3 separate regions of the Zea mays genome follow, and all the other regions are linked to region 1. The links are chromatin contacts, called in public Hi-C maps. All regions are on one chromosome and are shown on one strand. Each heading gives the region's core, a stretch centred on a gene start, on an enhancer-like site or on the middle of the called end of the contact. The rest is flanking DNA. Distances are from core to core; before and after follow the strand shown. Region 1 holds the start of LOC100217304. Region 2 holds the start of LOC100277054 (P-loop containing nucleoside triphosphate hydrolase superfamily protein). Region 3 has its middle 34 kb from the start of LOC100277054.

Region 1 (4,922 bases), core at 1,350-3,849:
AGAGAGACGCTGACGACGATCAAGTAGATCTGCAGTCTCCTTTGCAACTATCTCCTTGAGAGGTGGTATTTCGGGACCATCAGCCAGCTTGATTACTATACCATTTGAACCATTCTTGTATGTGGGAAATTTATTTCTGATAATATTTGCTGGACGCAATGGCCCTGGCCGCAAGGCATCGCTCTGTGTCTTGCTCCCATAAATAGTTGCTGCCTTCGTCATCTATAAAATACCCTTGAATCCTGGTCCACAAAATAAAGAACTGTCATTGTGAAATTCAGAATTACCATTTCTATGTGCTATTTGGATAAAAAATATTGCCATTCGCATTTTTCTTTTGTTAAAAAGCATGGCATAAAGAAAAGAATATTGCCAAACAGCAGAACTTGCACAATGGAATCCAAGAATATAAGGCCCTGTTTGGGAACAAAGTTTTTGAAAACCACAGTTTTTGAAATACTACAGTATACTTTAGTCATGACAATACAGCAGTTTACAATACCGCAGTTTTAAAAACTGAGGTCCAGACCTAAGTTTAGAATAGCTTAAAACTACTATAGTATTTGCACTACTTCAGTTTTAAAAACTGAGATTTTAGCTAGCTTGCCAAACACCATTCTGTATATAATACTGCAGTATTTGAGAATACTGCAGTATTCTTTCAAAACTGTAGAAAAACTTTGTTCCCAAACACCCCCTAAAGGTGGATACAGGCTGGATAGGCACTAAAATATGACCTAATTGTTTCCACTATGTACAGCTTGCGTGCAGCAAATGATAAACATCAATTGAGCTAATCTTTAAGATGATAAAGAAACAAGGAAACAAAAGGTGGATTCTCAGGACACAAAAAACAGCAATGTCCAAACGCTTTCTTTAACAATACGCACCAGAAGAAAAGGAAAAAAAACAATAGGCACTCACAAAGAGAGAGCCACAAATGATTGATTTCCTAGCAGCAAATAAATGGATAACAAATGATTGCGTCCTGCAGGTGTTGGACAAAATAATGCAGCATGAATCCATAAGCCTCCTATAATGTGTACAGAAACCCATAACAGCAAATTCGGGTACTCAGCTGAAATTAAGACCAGAGTGGAACCTAGCACTTTTGACGTCGTTTTCTTGAAATTCACAAAAAGGGCAGTCAGGGGACGGGAAGAATGCAACTTTTATCAGTGAATAAGAAAAACATCCGTGCTTTACAGTTGGGACTTGGGAGTGGGGCTACCATAGTTTGTACAGAGCTACTCCCTCCCAAAATTGAGGATAATTTTGACTTTTAGATATCATGTTTGATCATTTTTAATCAGTTTTTTTAAACAATAAAATTAATGTCACTATTAAAGTATCTCTAGTGAAAAAATAATTCAAAACAAAATAAATAATACTTATATAAAAAATTTAACTAATACGGATAGTTAAACAAATATCTAACAGTAAAAAACGTCATGTATTTTTAGGACAGGGACTGTAAACAGGAGAACGACATCACGGAACGTCAGGGTTTCCTCACATGACAGCTTCCCGTTACTACCTCATTCATTCCATGTGCAGAAAGTCAAACAAATTGTGAAACCAAGAACGAAATCTGAAGTCACGCGGGGATATTAAAAGTTAAACATTGTGCACTGTAGCAGCTTCAGTTGTAAGGACCTTTTGGCTTCGAAAGATATAGCAGTACGTTACACTAGCAGAGCATAAGTAACTGCACTTAAAGAAACCAGAGCTATTGAGTTGCTTAGCCCGTCGATGTCGCATCCAGTTTTTTTTTATTATCCACTCAAGATTACAAGAATCTCCGTTAGCAAGCGAAGCCAGTTCAACTATTTTTCGTCTCTAGTACGCTAGAACAATTATTGGCGTAGACCCGAAGATAAGATCGTATCTTCTTAGACCAAACAGTGCTTCGGAACGAAACATACGTGAGGTTAGCCTACTCCTACGCTACAGGCCCCAGAGTGCAAGTAGCCGAGTAGTATTTGCAAGCACTACAGGACGGGACCCCATCAATGAAGAGTATAAACAATCGGGGTACAGCTGTAGCACAGAACTAATTCGGACTCCACACGGCATCCCATTCCCGTCCCTAAACCACCCAACCGATCGACGGAAATGCGAGACCCAGGCCAAGGGGTAAAACAAAGCATCTCGATGATGAGCAAACGCAGAACGCGAAGAACCTTAACGTTACTAGAACGGAACAAAGCGGAGAGATCCAAGCTCTCCGCTCCCCGAGCGAAGAGTTCATAGACGCCAAATTCCGCGGAGGGGGAGGGGGAGGGGGAGGGGATGATGATCGATACCGAGAGGTAGCAAAAACCCTCGCAATGCGCGCGCCTTGGCCTTGGCCGCCTCCACGGCAGCAGAGCTCGAGTCGAGTCGCGGGACTCAAGGCAGCTCCAGCAGCAGGGAGGAGGGGGACTGTTGGCCGCGGAACCGGCAGCCCCACGCCACAATGGGGGCCGCTCGCTCCGGCGAGGAACCTGCGGCGAATTGGGGATCTCGCGAGGGCGAGGGTGATGCGGTGCGGCCCAGCCCTGCGGGGGAGGCGGAGGGAGGTGGTTGCTTTTCTGCGCGGGTTCTGCCCGCGCGCTCGCCTTCTCTCTCTGCTGGTAGCCTCTGGTACTGGTAGGGCTTATGTGCTGGCAGTGGCAGTGGGAGCAGGGGATGGCGGGTGGCACTGGCAGCTTTGAATGGCGATCGCTGGTCCGGCCGGGGGTATCGCATCTCTCCTTTGCTAGGGTCACACTGCACAACGTGCATCTTTCTTTCTTTCTTGTTCCCTGCTTCACAAGGCAGGACCATGTTGGTATAGAAAAAGAAAAAGGCTCAAATCCTCCCTCCCTTTTCTATGTACTGTACGTTGTACTACGTGTTTGAATAGAAACAACGGGAGTTATTTTGTGTCACCGAGATTTAGGCCATGTTTGGTCACTAGACTAAATTTTAGTGACTAAAGTTTAGTCACTAAAGCATCCCGTTTGTTTCCAGTGACTAAACCGGACTAAAGAGCATTAATTGTTGTGAATAATGACTGTTTTACCCCTATTAATTAATGGATGTTTGCTATAAGAAGAAAGTAGAGAGGGACAATAAGGTAAAAAAATACTACTTTAGTCTTTTTTAGTCATTCCCTTGATGACTAAAGAACTAAAGTTTAGTCACCCACTTTAGTCACCATGTTTGCTTTTTTAGGAACTAAAAGTGACTAAACTTTAGTCACTAAACTTTAGTCACCCCAAATCAAACGGGACCTTAGGTGCTTAACCAGGAGTCCGTGTCTTTTATATTAGGGATAAAGTTTCTCTAACTCATAAATGTATTATCTCTAAAAACAGCCTGAAAGGTAAGTATTAACTGACATTAACACACAATGTGGCATCTACAATACAAAGCCCTTGGATCGATTTTTCGCGCATAATAGACAACAAAGAAATTGTATAATACAATTTAACTTTCTAGATCATAAATACAGTTAAAAGATAATATGTATAGAGAGTCATATAGAGCTCGTCTCTTGATTTTTTTTTCGCTTACCCTTAGAGACCACTCAAAAGGCCTCTAATTAATAGGGTTGTAGATGCCTTTAGGGCATATACAGTCCACACACAACAACTGTTTATATATATTGAAAAACATGTATAGACAATATTTGGGTTGTTTGTTTATATTGTCTATAATTTTTTAATTCATGCGTAGAATAAGGACCAAAGTAGTCATAAAGTGGTTATCTTACTGTCTTTTGTATTAGAGCACGGACCGAAGTCTCCACAAAAGGACGATATATGCCTCTCTCCTGATTTCTTTTCCGCCCCGTTTGGATCACTGGAATTGAATTCCATTCTAATAATAGTAATTTAGGCATATATCAATTAAGCTAATTCACTTTTATACAAAATATATTTGCATACTATTATTAGCAAGATGTCCTAGATATTTATGTGCTACATTTTTATTATAGAGGAGTAGAACGAAGAGTGTCATGTAAGTTACAGATTAGAAACAAATTCTAATCATGCATAAAATCATTTCCTATCCTCCACCCTATGAATTTGAGATAACCTTATATCTGAACTTTGGAAAGTGGTGGAATGCCAAATTCCAAACTAAATAAGTTACTTTATTGAGTGAATTCCAATTCCTTTAAAATGAAGGGATCCAAACGTCCCGTTCGTTTAATTGTTGCTTATGTGGCTACAGGCTACTTAGAGACGTCGTATTTGATGTCGTTGTACGTGGCCTGCAAGAGACATGTTTTCACGAAAAAGTCCTGATTTTTTTTCACTTGCCTTAGGAGACCTCTAGAGACCCCAACGTGTGGACTTGGCACTTGTGTTCAACGCCAGTGAAAACCTCAATTAGGCAAGGACACCCTTTTCGATGGTGCAACAGCAACACTACTCAGATCCACATATGAGAAATTTTCTTCATTGTCATTAAAATCTTTCTCCTGTATGTGCCATCGAAAAATATAGAGAGTGTTTGGTTCGCTGTCTAATTTACCGTATTTTGTCACACTTTTGTGTCTAATATTAGTTTTTCGATTCGAATGACTAATTTAGCCAAAGTGTAACATAGTTAGTCATAAACCAAACAGTCTTATAGTCTTTCATTGATGCCATCGGTTTTATTCTCTCTCCCTTTTGTGTCATTGCCGTTAATAATTCTATGTAAAAAAACACAATCACGTTTAATCCTGGACACGGAGCAGGCGGGCGGTCGCCCCGTAGTCGCTTTCAGCGACGACCCATCACGGCCGTCGGATGGCGATGCTGGCGGCGGGAAAGGAGGGGGCCGGGCGATGGCGGGAGTCCGTTACCGTTACGACGTTTTACGCGAAACCCCCTGGTATTGTTGTCCAATCAGCAGTTCACCAACCTAATCAGTAGTAAGGACATGGACTATATTATGGTTGTCCA
Region 2 (4,922 bases), core at 1,529-4,028, 170 kb before region 1:
CCCGGGACAACGCCTGCATGCACAGGGAAGAGCATGCCCCTGTTATTGGGTAACCTCGTTTGAACTCTAAAGCCATGCGTGACGTCCCCCCACCCACCTTCCTGCTGTCCCGGACCACGTCCTCGTAGTAGAGGACCATGTGGCGCGTGCTGCCGAAGCGGCGCAGGCAGGCTCTCACGGCGCGCTGGGCGGTTCTGATGCTCGGAATCAGAGCCGGCGCGTCCAGCTCCGGCCTGAACCTTGCGAGGACCTCAGCCTGCATGCCCAAGAGGCGCCGATGGACAGGATTAGCAGCTACTCTCTACTCTACTCCTCTTGGCAGCTGAGCTTCTTACTTAGAGAGAGGATCAGGTACCTCCTCTTTGGAATGAACGTGTGATTTGTGGACGCCGTTGAGCTGCCTCGCTCTCCTGTCGTAGTTGTTGGCCACCACAGAGATGAGCCTCCGCAGCGTGTTCCTCCTGAAGAGGAACACCACCATCGCACCCTTCCTGTTCAAATAGTTCACGATGTCGCGATGGTTTTCCATCAGTCCCTGCAAGCAAGCAATCAATCCAACCATTTTAGGTCATGTCTTTTCTTTTCTTTTTTTCTTTTGCTAGCTAGCTAGCTACTAGCTCACCTGGTTGAGCATCCACTTGAACCCGAACGCCGCCGTGCACTCGTTCTTGGCCGCGCTGGTGAGCCAGTCCATGCCGTACAGCCTGTCAAGAGTCCCCAGAACAGAGGAGAGGTTCTGTCTCCTCTCCCTCATGGAGAACACCTCGCCGTTGGAGCTGACGTTGGGGTGGCTGTTGAGCAAGGCCTCCACCCACCCGCTCCCCGACCTCTGCGTCGACACGATCACGAAGAAGCGCACCGGGTTACAAACGCATTCGCCCCTGCGTGTGTGTGCGAAAAAACAACGGCCGGGGAATGAGGAGTGCGATCGAGTGCATCAAACAAGAACATGAACGTCGATCGCGTCAGGAACTCAGGACTGGAGAGAGCTTAAGCTTACCTGTCGTAGGTGGCGGGCCTCGGGAAGTGCACGTACCGCGTCTGTGGCCCATGTGGAATGATCGCGGGCCTATTTGTGCAACGGGTCTCTGTGGGTTCTGCTCCGCCTCCGCTGGCCGTCGTTTCTGCTTCGGTTTCCAGGGCTATTATCTGACGTGAGGAGAAGTAGCAGACGTAGAAGCCGAACGATGTGACGAAGAAGACGAGAGCAGACCGTAGAGGGAACGCTGCTACTGGGCCCTTTGGACTCTTTGCTGGATAATAAATACTCTGTAAAATATGAAAGAAAAGGTAACAGATCAGTGCGTGTTTCTCTCGATCGAGGAGGAGACACAGATTAGTGCGCATCGTTACCATTGTTCTCTTCTCTTCCCTCTCTCTCTTGTGGTTGCTAATACATCAGCTGACGGACTGCTCTCATCGCCCTTCTTGCCCGCGTAGAATGCACGCATGTGATGCGAGCGAGAAACTGATGTCTCTGTCAGTCTGTCTTGACAACACAGCTCAACTTTTCACCTGATTGCCGGCCGGGCCCCACCTGGATCGCCTACGTACGCACAGGCACAGCATTGTTGGTGGGAAATGAGAAGCAGCAGTTGCTTCTTGCAAAGTCTTTGCAACTACACAAGCAAGCGTTTAAGAGGCCGTACGTGACAGGCTGAAGCAGCATGAGTGAATGAATGGATGGATGGATGAATGAATAATAAAGGTCAGTGAGAAGCCCAGAATTTTGGTTGGGGGAAAGTTTGAGATTTGGCAAAAGGCTGCAGTGCATGTTGCCAGCCGGGTCAGAGAATCTGCACGATGGCTCAGGAGTGAAGATTATCATGTTAGGTCCTCTACACTAGCCGGTTAACAGTAATCGAGGTAGGGTTAATCTTAATCGTCTAACCGCGCCTCTGATCAGGGGCCTATTCTAACCATTGGTTGCAGCCTCCGGTCACACGACACCATATAAATAGATTAAGGGGCCAACGGGTTTAGCCAACGCTAATCACTCGACCACAAAACTCTAATCGACACTTTGAGATGAACCAATCCCCTAGGTGCTCGGAGTGACTGGAATTGCTGTGACTATGTCTCAGATCCCCGTCATCCCATCGGGATATGAGATTCCTCCTGCAGGCAACATTGGAGGAGCTGATCCACCGTCGATTAACGACGGGAACCAATCTCCTCGACACCAGCAGGGAGATCGAGAAAGAGGAGGAGGCAGGTCTACACTGCAAGACGCCGCCGTCGTAATGATGGCTAGGAACAACAACGATGATATGTTTACCTTACCTCTCAGTAGAATAGATCTACTCATCATCGAAGTATTTTAGACACAGATTGGTATTTTAGGGACTTAGGAGTCGATTCTAAGCACCAAAGAATCTAACACATGAGCTGGCCACCCACACGTACTCAAGAGCAAGAAGCATGAAGATCACTATATTATTCCCAAATCCCGCACAGAGGAAGAAGAAGAGCACATGACATGAGAGATGGAAGAACGTTCTGAATCTTGCATTGGACCGCAGCCGCAAGCAAAGCAACAACACCACGTCGTACCTGGTTCGTCCTCACTTGTTGTTGTCGAACAGGTCGATCGGATAATCAACGGAGGCAGGCAGCTAGGAGATGCAGCAGCTACGTCTGCCTGCTCGGCACCAAGAGGGATGATAAATCAAGAGTAGCAAGCAGGCTGCAGTGTGACGTACGTCGCGGGAAGAAGAGAGGAAGAACTGGCGAGAGGCCGAGCGAGGCCTGCGCTTTGCTTGCTTATGCAAGTCTGCGACGGCTGGGGTTTGCTTATGCAAGTCTGCGCTTTGCTTGCTTATAATGCAGGTTTCTTTTCCATATGGAAATATAAACTCAAATAAGCCCTGCGCCATGGCCATGCATGCATATGTACCTGCTGCATGGCGTGAGCCACCGAACTGCGCTGCGCCAGCCATCCACCGTATATATCCCCATCACGCACAGACAAAGTATGAATTGGAGGCCCTCGATCATCCGGCCAGTCAAAGAAACGCTTCCAGCTTCCTCCCTCGTCGTGGCTGTTTCCTTTTTTCCATCTTCGCCGTCCCAATCGTCCGTACGCGCGTTACACAACTAATAAGCCACGAAGCCATCACAACTTTACGAAATTAAATTTTAAAACACCGCGTTACGGTGTACCGATGTCTTGTCTCGTGGACTTTAATTTGATGTATTTTGTTGTTCTCTAGAACGCCAACCCGTGCAGTGGACCCGATCGGTTTGACCTAATACTCTCTACCGTTTCCTTATTAAAACCGGTGACATGCATTTTGCACCGACGGCTACTTAAACTAATCACCAGTTAAATACACTTTATAATAGCGACTACTCACCAGTTAAATACACTTTATAATAGCGTCTGTCTTTACTGAATAGGGTCTGATTCTAATCCGATTCGATACTTAAAGTTTGTAGTGTAAAATCTACAACATATTAACACCCCTAACCACATGTGCCTTGGATTTATTATAATGGTGGTTTAATAAAATACTCATCTGTAATAGAACTGCTATATATAAATGTTGCTTCACTCTCTCCCACTGGAACTAGCTGAGCCACATTCTATTGGTGGCCATATACATAGGAAACTAAAAGCTCCGACCATAGTTTTTGGTGATTGATACAACTTATATATGGACTAACATCTACTCTAAATATTATGAATGAGATATTACGTAAGAATAACATCCATGGTAAGGATAGTGATGGCCACAAAAAAATGACCAATTGTTCAACATGAAAAAAGAGGAAGAAGAACAATAAAATACAAGAACACAAGGTACACATGTATAAGGTACGGTATTTTATTTTGTCAATCAAGACGTAATAGGGTGCTTGATTAGATTTAGAATAAGTAGTCATACTATAAAGAGAGAAACTAAAAGTCTAGTATGATTACTTAATTAAGATGCCACTAGGTGAATTAATTCCATATATATCCATTGGACCAAGTTAAGTCATGAAACTCCATCTTATATATAATTGAAAATAAGGTACTCATATATAAAAGTGTGAGAGAGATATTGGAGTTAGCACGCATGGAAATGATAGAAGACAAAGGGTTAGAAGACATTTTGAATAGGTGTTTGAAGCGCACTAATCCTCTGGGACTCAAATGTGATACAATTACTAGTCTCAGTAGGCTAGTAAACACATTTATACATCAGGTAGTTCCAGATCTTCTTAAACGAGTCTGAAGTCGCCTAGGGGGGGTGAATAGGGCGAAACTGAAATTCACAAAATTAATCACAACTACAAGCCGGGTTAGCGTTAGGAATATAATCGAGTCCGTGAGAGAGGGTGCAAAACAAATCACAAACGAATAAAGAGTGTGACACGCAGATTTGTTTTACCGAGGTTCGGTTCTCGCAAACCTACTCCCCGTTGAGGTGGTCACAAAGACCGGGTCTCTTTCAACCCTTTCCCTCTCTCAAACGGTCCCTCGGACCGAGTGAGTTTTTCTTTCAATCACTTGGAACACAAAGTTCCCACAAGGATCACCACACGATTGGTGTCTCTTGCCTCAATTACAAGTGAGTTTGATCTCAAGAAAGAATGAGAAAGAAAGCAACCCAAGCGTAAGAGCTCAAAAGAACACAACAAATCACTCTCACTCAACACTAATGCTTTTGTGGAATTAGGAGAGGATTTGATCACTTGGGTGTGTCTTGTATTGAATGCCTAGCTCTTGTAAGTGGTTGGAAGTTGGAAAACTTGGATAACTTGAATGTGGGGTGGTTGGGGTATTTATAACCCCAACCACCAAACTAGTCGTTTGGTGGAGGCTGTCTGTCGCATGGTGCACCGGACAGTCCGGTGCGCCAGCCATGTCACCAGGCCGTTGGGTTCCGACCGTTGGAGCTCTAACTGCTGGGCCCGCCTGGATGTCCGGTGGCACA
Region 3 (4,922 bases), core at 1,636-4,135, 130 kb before region 1:
TGGATGCAAGGACGGATCCAAGAGGAGACGATGCCTAGAAGGACTGACGAACATGAGAATGACTCGGAGGTCGGTGCCCCACCGTCAAACCAAGGCTTAGTTAGAACTCCACCTTATAACCACCTCCACCACGAATAAGAGACTTAGGAGCCTCTCCTCCCTCTCTCACCCGCTTGTAACTTCTACTACGAGCTTTGATAATCAGTGGTGCCGGTAGCGCAAGCCGCCGATGATTAAAAGTAGAGACGTACTGCTTAAACCAGTATAAATTTTGTGCCTATCGCGTATACCATCCGGAACCCAAAACTATACATGTACATGTGGGCCGGCCTGGCCCGGCACGGCACAGGCCCACAAAAGCACGGCCCACAAAGGCACGGCCCACAAAAGCATATATCTAATTATGGGTCGTGCCGTGCCAGCACATGTGCCCAGTCATCGGCCCACGACACGACCCACAATTAGTTATGTGTGCCAGGCCGGCCCAAATAGCCCAAAACACCTTAATGTGCTAGACCGGCCCATATACATACAACAGTAATACATCAACAAAAAGTATAATATATATATATATATATATATATGACCAAAATAAAACTAAGATGTTTTGTGGATGCACATTATAAACCTTTGGTCATAAAGAAAAAAATATTACAACTAACTAGCTCACAAATAATATTCAGTTCTCTGTTTAGTGTTTAATTGAGTACTATACATCCATACAGAATACATATACAATGATCATCATCACTATTCACTATCCATATCTAGGTATTGGTTCTCAATGACTTATTGAAGCTCTAGATTCTCCAAGTTATACTAGTCATGTGGGCTTTGACGGACCTTAGTTAAATACTGAGTCTATATTTAGTGGGCCTCGGTGGGCCTTAGTTAAATAGGCCATGCCAGGCCGGCCCGTGGGTTTGACTTGAGGCCCAGGCACGATTCACAATGTGGGCCGTGCCGACCCAGACCCACAATTAGGTTGGGCCGTGTCAGATATGAGTCGTGCCAAAAATTGTGTGCTTTGGGCCGACCTATTAGGCACAGCACAAATGTACACTTATACCCAAAACACATATTTATCTATCGAAGCAAGGTTCGATACACCGACTAGCCGGTAGCTAATCGGTAGCATGGACTTTCCTTGATGGGGTTTGACCTTGGCGTGTTTCTGCCAATCGAAGGTAGGGTAGTAGACTAGTGGGCACCAATGTTCCGTACACGACGAGGACGGTGGTACGCATCAAACAGATAATATATAATACCGCATATTTTATCTTAATATAAAAGATAATAGGACATCACATCGCAGTACAGCCCTGTACGTAGAGTGTCTGCTCTCACCTCCTCCAGAAGACTAAAAAAACTCAAATCACGACATTAACATTGTCTTTTAAGTATAGTTGACAATAAACTCTAAATTTTACACTATAAGATTTAAGAATCAGATCGAATTAGAACCGATCTCTATTTTATTTACTTTTGAACTAAAATTTATTTATGACTATCATTTTGTGAAGAAACATTTGGATTGTGATCTATTACCATCCTTAATTTTAAGAAGTTGAAGTCAAAAGTAATGTGGAAACAAGTCTTTGAGGTGACGAATTTATGAGAGGTAAGTTTTCAGGAAATTGCTTGGATAACACTAGCATCTTCTCATCTATAAAAAGCGAGAGGTGAATGGAGAGCTGAAATAATCAACCAGCATATGTACATGTGTTTGAACAAACAGAAAAAAATAAAATAAAGAGCTCCCTTTCCTCTGTCATTTTATGTTATTATTGTGTATATGTTCTTCTATATCACTATATGCAACGAACTGATTCTTTAACACATTTATCAGCACGAGCTCTACTAGAGCTAGAAGATAAGAAGATGCGAAATTAGATTCGTCACACACCAATATACACCAAATAGTGGTATATAATGAATCTAACTATACTTATTTGCTATCTTAAATATTCATACTTTTTACACAAATTTACTAAACTAAAGATTAGCTAACTTAATATGATGAAATTAAAATGACTTTTTTTCGTTTTGGGACAAAGGGACTAAGACTAACCAAAAGGCAAGTGGAAAAAGCAACATCACTTGGATTCACCAAGGGACACGCTAAGATGGACTGTAGCTGGCTTTCAAAAGGCAGGGCGAGAGCGAAGTTCCAACGAGCAATTATGGAGAGGAATCATGTGTCAACAAAGTGTGTCATTATGGTAGGCCGAGTCACTAGTTGGTTTGTAAATGAAGTTTCCCTTGTGAAACAAATTAAGGTCCTATTTGTCTACCTTCTAGATCATATGATCCGACTTAAATAAGTCAAGAGACAAACAAACAACAACGATTATTAATAACAACGATTATTACATGGATTATATAATTTAGATATCGGTCTGCATCAATAACGACTTGTGTATGCATTGATATTCACCTTAATTCACGTACTGTGGATTATATAATTTAGATACCGGTCTGCATCAGTAACGACTTGTGTATGCACTGATATTCACCTTAATTCACGTACTGGAATATGGATTGAGAAGAGAATTAATTAACCTTTTAGTATAATGTACCTTAAAACATGTGAATTGAGATGGTTCATATATATATGCAAGATTGATCATCAAAATCACCAATAACCCGACCAAGTGAATTTTAGTTTGATCAGTTTGGCACATTTAATTAACATCGGCCGGCCAATTACTTGATGCCAGAAATTCATTCGGCGTAGTTAGCCAAATGTATGGATTCACTCGCCTTGGTCGGCGAGATGTATGGTTACTGGGGCTTGGTTTTTTATTTAATATCGGAACACAGTGCTAAACAAAATAAAAACATGGGCCACAGGCAGCCCACCTCCCACGAGCTCCCACTGGGCTGTATCCAGGCCGGACGGGGTCGCGTTGTGTCTTCTCTTCTCCGGTGCACTAATGGGCTGACCGGGCCAATCGCGAGGGATTCGTTGGACAAAAAGAAAAGGACGGAGACCAAAAAAGAGAGAGAGAGAGAGAGAGGGACAGGACAGATATATGTTTGCTACCATATTTATTTTATTCACAAGAACATCGATCTGCGCTTTCACCATAAACGAGCCATGCCATGAAAGGGAGTTAGGCATAGGCGCATATAGATGTAGTGGTTGGAGAGCCACCAAACAAATGCAGTGTGCTATATCTATATATGCCGGAAACTTGTAGGATATGACACACTCACTGTTCCGAGACTTTCCCGTGCCTATAGAACAGAATAGTAATAAAGAAATAGAGCGTGTGACGTGGAAAGAGGCGACATACATGCATGCATGGACTGACGACGACAACGATTCTGATCACTGGTCGAATATAGTGGGATGGCGATGCAATGCAATATAGGAGTAATTATTTTAGTCCGGCCGGGCCAGCAATCACGTGTACCCTGCAAAGGTTATATATTAGATATTGTTGCAACTTCAACTGCTTCGTACATGTGATGTGCGCCTGCTTGCCACAAGGACCGCGTCAAACATGCATGCTGACTATCGCACGGCATGTACAACCTGTTTTTTTTTTTTTTTTTGTAGATTGCTGTGACTTTAATCTGGCTACGGCTACGGCTTCTACAGCATTTTGTCTCTATAGTTTGCAGCTGCATCAGCCCCAGCTGGGGCTGCCCGTCAGTCAAACAAGTCGTTATGTTGTGGTTCTCCGAGCACTAGATACACCCAATATATATGTCTTATATCTTATTTACTATAACCTCTCAAGATACGACTCATTTATATGAGTTGTATGAGTAGAACCGTATCTAGATTTAGAAAACCGTCCTAGAGACGTTCCTTTATGAAGATACCATTTTTTATATTTTTTGCACTTACCTCCTTGACACCTCTTAAGATACGGGACATTTATGTGGATTGTACATGCTCCTAATAGTCTATGGACGCATATCGGAACATAACTCATTAATTCAAACAGGTAAAATACAACATTGATATCAGGTTCTTTCTGCCCCGACCAGCTCGACACTAATTAGCAATCTCGGCGTAGCATCACTTCCGGTTCCTTTTTTAACTGATGGGAGAATTGTTGCATACATTTTCTGCCCTCTAACAGCAGAACCACCCAGGCCCCCATGTCGCCCCTCATTGGGCGACTCGGGTGGCGAATATCTAGTCGTTGTCTCCAAGTCTCCCTCCCCTCTCTATTTGCCTCACCGTCCCGAGGCTGGCCACCGAGGGCTCATGTGATGGGGCGGCAAGGCGAATCGGTCGGCCCCGCGTCTCCCTCGCTCCTTCTACGCTGGTGTGGCGGGTGCCTGGCGACGGCACCCGCGTGGCCCATGCCGGCGGGGATGGGGTGGGCTTTGGCGGCGTCTGCCCTGCTACTACCAGTGGGTGGCGGGGCTGGAGGCTTGTTAGGTGGGGGTTGCCCTAGTAGTGGTGGGTTCGTCCTGGTGAACCTAGCCAGTGCGTGGAGGAGACGAGGGGCTTGCGCTATTGGGCTAGAGGCGGCCTTGGTTTCCTAGGACCTGGGGGGAGCGGTGCACGATGGAGCTTCAGTGGTGGCGTCACTGTTCTAGTCGTTGTCCCGGTTGTGGCTCCGCCAGCGCTGGGGTTCGGCGGATCTAGGCCTCATCGGCCTAGATCAGGCCCTCCCTCTTCGGATCTGCGCCTTGGCGATGTTGGTCCTTCTGGGGAGGACTGGATCCTGCTGTGGTGTTTGGTGGGTTCAGTGGCGGTGGTGGGGCGCCTGGCGGCAGCTGTCACACGCGGTAAGGTGGTTTGTTCCCCACTACAGGAGACACGGGCATTTTCGGCGGCCAGAAGCCACCAAAAATAAGGCCTTTGCCCAACCAGAAGGGGTGACGGTCGACGCAGCTTTGCGGCTGTTGCGGCACCCGAGCGTCGATGCCTCTCTGGGAGGTTTTGTGCGGAATGT

Evidence for each region. Hi-C and Micro-C count contacts between places; a contact is called where the count stands out from the background.
Region 2: a contact with region 1 is called in a Hi-C map of leaf, with 5 times the contacts expected there. The contact joins the promoter of LOC100277054 here to the promoter of LOC100217304 in region 1. A contact is called at or near these places in 3 of 25 Hi-C or Micro-C datasets (ear, leaf and tassel).
Region 3: a Hi-C map of leaf shows a contact between it and region 1, with 10 times the contacts expected there. The contact joins the enhancer-like site here to the promoter of LOC100217304 in region 1. A contact is called at or near these places in 7 of 25 Hi-C or Micro-C datasets (bundle sheath, ear, leaf and 2 more).

What each region holds. Positions count from the first base shown.
Region 1 is chr9:133,499,053-133,503,974 of Zm-B73-REFERENCE-NAM-5.0, reverse strand. LOC100217304 reads right to left here and starts at 2,599. Exons shown (of 13, transcript NM_001359584.1): 1 at 2,307-2,599; 2 at 1-242. The coding sequence starts at 222.
Region 2 is chr9:133,666,316-133,671,237 of Zm-B73-REFERENCE-NAM-5.0, reverse strand. LOC100277054 (P-loop containing nucleoside triphosphate hydrolase superfamily protein) reads right to left here and starts at 2,778. Exons shown (of 7, transcript NM_001150722.2): 1 at 2,554-2,778; 2 at 1,354-1,546; 3 at 1,001-1,269; 4 at 623-881; 5 at 356-535; 6 at 98-256; 7 at 1-13. The coding sequence starts at 1,356.
Region 3 is chr9:133,632,369-133,637,290 of Zm-B73-REFERENCE-NAM-5.0, reverse strand. No RefSeq gene overlaps it. Among protein-coding and RNA genes, the nearest start is that of LOC100277054, 34 kb to the left of the region's middle. Within about 2 kb of position 2,885, at least 16 of the 20 cell types and tissues checked have an H3K27ac peak or open chromatin away from gene starts, as enhancers often do. A contact at or near this core is called in bundle sheath, ear, leaf and 2 more, where this site is marked.